Regions from separate parts of the Gossypium hirsutum genome. Here region 2 is linked to region 1. A link is a contact called in public Hi-C data. All regions are on one chromosome and are shown on one strand. The core of a region is the stretch at or near the end of the contact, and the rest is flanking DNA. Distances in the headings are between cores, read along the strand shown. Region 1 holds the start of LOC107954569 (Golgi SNAP receptor complex member 1-2). Region 2 holds the start of LOC121219200.

Region 1 (3,100 bases), core at 246-2,745:
TTTGAGAACTTGACTCATATAGCATATAGCAAAAATGAAAAGCAACAATAAAACAATAGTATAATTATACTCATGTTGCCATAAACAAATTTACAGAGGTACAGATTAATTGCTGCTTATACTGTATTTCTTATCCCACTGAACTGATTGTCAGGCATGTAACAATCATGAGCCATGAACTAATTACAATTAAGAAATAGAATAACTGAATTATATTTTATTTCAAATAGAGGTACAGATATCCTAGTAAGAATTGCCAAAACAACCAATCAAACATGTTTATAAGCATGCCTTGATGGTGTCATGATTTGGTATATTATCAGTTTGAACCATGGCTCACAAACATAATGGTAACAATGACTTAGAGGTTGGAAGAGAGTTTTTCCAATTGCAGTGGTAAAAAGAATACAAAAACAACAGCAATAATTAGAAGTTGCAAGACTATACACTACACATAATTTAATATCTAGCAGTGATGTAGGGCAAAATATCAGGAAATGTTCATATTTCATTGAAGCTTATAGCACCTGGTAATTATACATGGAAACCTGAGTTCTAATAACAAGTCTAGATAAAAATTACAGAGTAGACAACAAACAAACCTGAGTAAACTCATGTAGTATGTCTCTATGCCTTGCAAGCTTCTGGGTTACTGAAGTAGTTGAAGCAGCAGACGCAGCACATCTGCTCATGGCATCATTTATGTCCAGCAGTTTCTCGAGCAATGACTGAATTTCCATTTCCATAGACTTCCATGATCTACTTGACCCAACGGTTGGCGACCCAGTATCTAGATAAGCTCAATGTGAATACATATATCATCACAAAGGGGAAAAAAGAATCTAACCAGATTTCAAAGGCTATTTAAATACAAGGAATAAATATATGCTCTTTGGTATTAAAGATCCAATCTATTCAGCCATTGGAGTTTGTTCAGTTTTTTTAACAGATTTATTCATAATTACTGTAATCTACCAAAAGAAAATCAAAATGCAACTATATAGCACAAAAAAAGAAGCATTTGGTACAAAAATCTAGAGATAATAAAATGAAAAAGGAAGCAGTAAAAGAGCAAACCTCCTTGGGTGAACCTAGCACCGAGCTTAGCATAAGAAGAGAGTTTGACATCGAGATCACCCTCGATCTTTCGAGCCTCTCTCCTGAGTTCCTCCCAACCCGATTCTTGCAGATCCAGATTCGGATCCGTCATTTAGATCTTGGTGTTTGAAATTCGGATCCCTGGCTCTAGTTTCGTTTCTTATGTGCGTCCAACGATGGAGATTGGTTGAGTTATTTCAGGTTAGTAACCCTCATCCAATTACAGAATTCAAAAATGCTGCCGAGTGTTGGAAGCTTACTTGCTTTCTTTATTTTCGATGATCTTCTATTTCGATTTTCTGTTTCTCAGAGTTTGAGGGAGAGAAGAGAGGATGCTCTTCTATGGTTATTCGTGGTTTATTATTTTGCATCTGGACCATTGAACCTAAGCATGGGCCCAACAGAGAATCAAACTATGGTTCCATTCTACCAAAATAAACTCTCGTGAAGGCCCAATTACTCATCTATATCTAGTGTTTGGTTCAGTGTAATAGGTAATCCATTACGCCCCGATTACGCGCCTATTACATTACCGACCTATTTCGGCGTTTGGTTCGCTGTAATCGGTATTACGCGCCTATTACAATACCGACCTAATTCCCAAATTCTCTACTTTTCTATTCCCTTCCCAAATCGACGATTACCCTATTACGTCCGGCTTCCCTTCCCAAGTCTCTGTTTTACCCTCCCTCCCTACCCGAAATCGACCTCCACCCTCTCCTTTTTCTGTCCTCATCATTTCTCCTCCCATTTCTTTACCGATTCTCTCTCTCGGTCTCTTTTTTCATTTTTTCCCTTTCATTTGTTGTGGTTTTTGAAATCCACTGCTTCATTTTTTCTCTCGGTCTCGGCGTTTGGTTTTTGAATCTTGAGGTATGAATCTTGAACTTTTCATTTCTTTGCCTGTCTTTGCCTTGGATTGTGGCTGCTTTCATTGTGCTGCTGCTGATTTTGGTCATAAAAATATTTGCTTACATGCTGATATAATTTCAGTTGAATTCAAGAATATTTTTGCCTGAATAAAACTCTATTTAATCAGCAGAGAGTAGACCAGAATTTTTTTGCCTGAATTTTTTTGCATGCTGATTTGTGTTTCATGTTGGTATGAGTCCTTTTAATTTAATATTATGGAATGGCATGTTCATGTTGGTAGCCATTCTTCAGGTAGACCAGCATTAGAACCAAGGGTAGTAGTTATCAAATCTTCTCTGAAGGCATATGTGAACTGTCCTTTTTGTGCATATAATGTGATGAGCAGTTTGTTCTTGTGTGGCTTGAGAAACCACATAGGGTAGGGTACTTGACATTAATCTTCTTGAATCTAGAGGGGGTGGAAGGGAAGCTTCAGAATGTTGATCTTGACATTGTGCTCAATATTTTAACGAGTAGTTGCCATTTTACTAAATCAGAATCCAGGAGAGAAGTGCATTTAGTTGATCTGGTACGCTAATATGTTCCATAATTCATGGGTTTGCTTGGCTGCAATTGCAGTGCATACAAGCTCAAGTTTTAGGTTAGGTTTAACAGTATTATGAGATGAGAAAATGTTAGTGCATGGTAAGTTACACGTCTTTGGAAGAACATTGAATACAAGAAAGAGCAATAGTAATGGAATAATATTAGGAAAAGAAACAAACATTTCCATAGCTATTTGGACTTTCCTAGTGGAGAAGAAAAATATGAAGTTCTTATTAATTTTAATGATGGAATGTAAACGAGTCTTTATTGTACTTTTAGGATAATTTTAGTCATTTTATAGGACATCATCATTGTTCATGTATGTGCAGTTCAACAGAGAATCCTATTGAGTTTTATACAGGTAAAAGTTAGTTGAATATGGGCAAAAGATGAGATCCTATAGCATAATTCATAACCATATCTATATATCCATATAGCAAATTCCTAAAATGGAATGTCCAAATTGTAAGGGGTAATTTAAATCATTAAATCATAGAATGAATGGCCAAAGTGAGGTATTTCTGAAGATCAAGTTTTTGGGCTC
Region 2 (3,100 bases), core at 423-2,922, 150 kb before region 1:
AAATAAAAGAACGGTAAAAAAAAGCCTTACTGCCCAGGAAGATTAACTCCCTCGTTCTTCTCAACAGATTTATTGAGCATTTCAGAATCAAAATTGGCTTTGGAAGAAGCTGAAATGCTCTCTGCAAATTGTTCCATTGATTCCTTCAATGATGCTCGTTGAGATCCAGAGTTTTTAAACGAGTGTTGTTACCATGAAAAATTTTGTTATGTTTTTTAGTAATTCCTCTGCCTTTGTTTTTAAGTCCCTTCCCCGAACCGGAGAAACCCATCGGAGACAGACCCAAGGTGTTGTTCGAAGAAGGAGCACCGTTTTTGTTAAAAGGGTTTTCAAGACTTCCCACTTCCACAACCACTTCATTTCTGTCACACCCATCAATCCTCGAAACTGCCTGAACTGTTGAAGCCTCGCCATCGAGATGAAGACCCATCTTGGCGCTAGTGTCGCTTTACAATCTGGCCGCTGCAAGGGGTCGACTGCAACTACCAACAGCAACAGGGTTATGCTGGGCCACTGAAACCGGACCAAGCTAATCCAGCAAACCCCAGGCCTGACTATCAGAATTATCCCCAAGGCCCAAGCAGTTGAACGGCTCCTTAATAACCGGTCAGTTTTCATTTATGCCGTTGAGAGTCAATCTGGACCCCACATTTGGCCCAACTGTCTCTTTAATAATCGGGCCAAGATCAATAATAGAGCTTACCTCTTTTAACTTACCTTTATTACTATTTTTTTTTACTTAGATCTATTTGACCGTTATGATGAGAAACAGATTCTTTCCTGAGAAGATTTCCATTTATGATTTCTTTTGGGTTTTTTACAAAAATATTATAAAAAAATAAAAATTTACCAAAATATTATAATTTTTTTATTTACTAAAAAATATATAAATTTTTTTATTTACCAAAATATATTAAAAAAAATCTGCAAAAAAAAAATCTAACCGATGTGACGGTACCTTAGTCACGCCAATGGCATTGGCGGCACCAATGGTGCCATATTGATTGGCGGCACTATTCGTATTATAAATCCGAGATCTGTCCAGCTGAAGGGAGAAAAAAAAAGAGTTGTTACAGAAAAGAAGAGAAAAGGAGAGAAAAAGAATAGAAAAAGAAGGTATATTTTTAAAAAATTTTGATTATATTGTTGTTATTATTTTGTATATTTTGTAATATTTTTTATTTTAGTTTAGTTATTAAGATTAATAAAACTCAAAATAATAGTATTAGTTAGTATTATTATTGTTGTTGTTGTTGTTGTTATTAGTATTAAGATGTTATTAATGTATTAAGATGTAACTTAGTAATATTATTGTTAGCAAAAAACTAGTATTATTATTATGGTTACTTATTATTTTTACTTACCAAATTAAAAATTTTAGTGTGTATTATTTTTCGTATAAAATTATTAATATTATTAGTGTGTTAGTTATAAGGATTAGTGGTTAAACATTAAATTTTTTTAAGTAATTTAGTTACCGTTCGAGAATTTTTATGAGATTTTATTTTTTTGATAGATTAAATATTGAAGATAGATGCTAAGTTTCTTGTATGCGTTTATTTCGATGGAGTCATCTTAACAATAAGTGTTGGATGTGTATTTGAATGTCGGCAACAAATAGCAATGAGATTTAATAGAAATGTATCATTCGATGAAATGAAGGCAATGATTAATGCAAAAATTCATAGACGTTGTGGGAGAAGGGTATCAAAAATTTTCTACAAGTTTCCAGTTTCGACAAATCCAGTCAAATTCGTCGAAATGGAACTTGTAGACGACGAAGACGTAGAGACAATGGTCGATCTCTACTATGGGAATGAGAGTGAGAAGAATGCACCAATTCACTTATTTGCTGAGTTAGTCGGTATGGAGCAAAATGAAGATGTTAATGCATCTGATGAAGAATACGGGGCTGAAGAACCGCGGATGGTGGCTCCAATATCATACGTTGATAGTGAATCAACTATGGGTAGGATGGGTATCGACCTGAATATTACACCCGATGTTGACATGGTTGGTGGTGAAGAAGAAGGTGCCGGCGAAGAAGAAGGTGGTGGCGATCATTGGGATGAAGAGGTCAATAGTGACGTTGATCCCGATGTGGACGATGTACCTGATGATATTGACAATGAAGATGTCAACAACGATGAAGGCATTAACGCTTCTTCGGTCGGGGAGCAGATGCGGCGTATTGTGATACACAATAATCCTGGGCCACACATGTCGCTCATAGACCTCGACGCAGCGTATGTAGCTGAGTTTCTAGAGTACCCTAAAATAGTTCATTCTCACGGGCTGGCCGTAACATCTGGTGATGATGAGTTATTCATAGGCCAAAGATTCAGCTGTAAAGAAGAGTGCGTATATGCCATTAAACGGTACAACATGAAGATATCGGTGGATTATAAAGTCTCCGTGTCTACTCCGACAATATATGTTGGGGAGTGTTGGAAGGCAGCGGAAGGCTGCAATTGGCGGGTACGAGCTGCATTCATTAGAAGTTCACAGATGTGGGAGATACGAAAATTTGTTAGTCCTCATACATGCACATCAACACGTATGACAGAAGATCATAGAAAACTTGATTCGAAAACTATTTGTATGTGTATCATGCCAATGGTGAAGGACATGCCGACCATTAAAGTTTCGGTACTCATTGCGGAAGTGCAAGCATGATTCCAGTATCGAGTCTCATATCGGAAGGCATGGATAGCTAAACAGATGGCGATGGAGCAATTGTATGGGGATTACGATTCGTCGTATAACGAGCTTCAAGGTTGGATAGCTGCTATGCGGAAGTACGTATCGGGGACTATGATTGAGTTGCAGACAAGTCCATATTACGGCCCGGATGACCAGTTACAGCAGGCAAAAAGAATTTTCCATCGGATGTTCTGGACGTTCGATCCATGTGTGCGGGCATTTCCCCACTGCAAGCCACTTGTGCAGGTGGATGAGACCTGGCTGTATGGAAAATATACACAGATACTGCTTCTTGCAGTTGCTCAAGACAGTAACAGAAACGTGCTCCCGATAGCATTTGCTATCGTAGATAAAGAGAACATGGAGTCTTGGGAATTCTTCCTCACAAATCTGCGGA

What was found. A called contact is a pair of places that touch in the nucleus more often than the background predicts.
Region 2: a contact with region 1 is called in a Hi-C map of leaf, with 2.3 times the contacts expected there. The contact joins the promoter of LOC121219200 here to the promoter of LOC107954569 in region 1. A contact is called at or near these places in 3 of 34 Hi-C or Micro-C datasets (callus and leaf).

The regions. Positions count from the first base shown.
Region 1 is chrD07:26,027,205-26,030,304 of Gossypium_hirsutum_v2.1, reverse strand. LOC107954569 (Golgi SNAP receptor complex member 1-2) reads right to left here and starts at 1,495. Exons shown (of 6, transcript XM_016890167.2): 1 at 1,078-1,495; 2 at 603-790. The coding sequence starts at 1,210.
Region 2 is chrD07:26,179,422-26,182,521 of Gossypium_hirsutum_v2.1, reverse strand. It overlaps LOC121219200, which reads left to right and starts at 1,672. Exons shown (of 2, transcript XM_041096902.1): 1 at 1,672-3,100. The coding sequence starts at 1,762. The coding sequence ends at 2,676.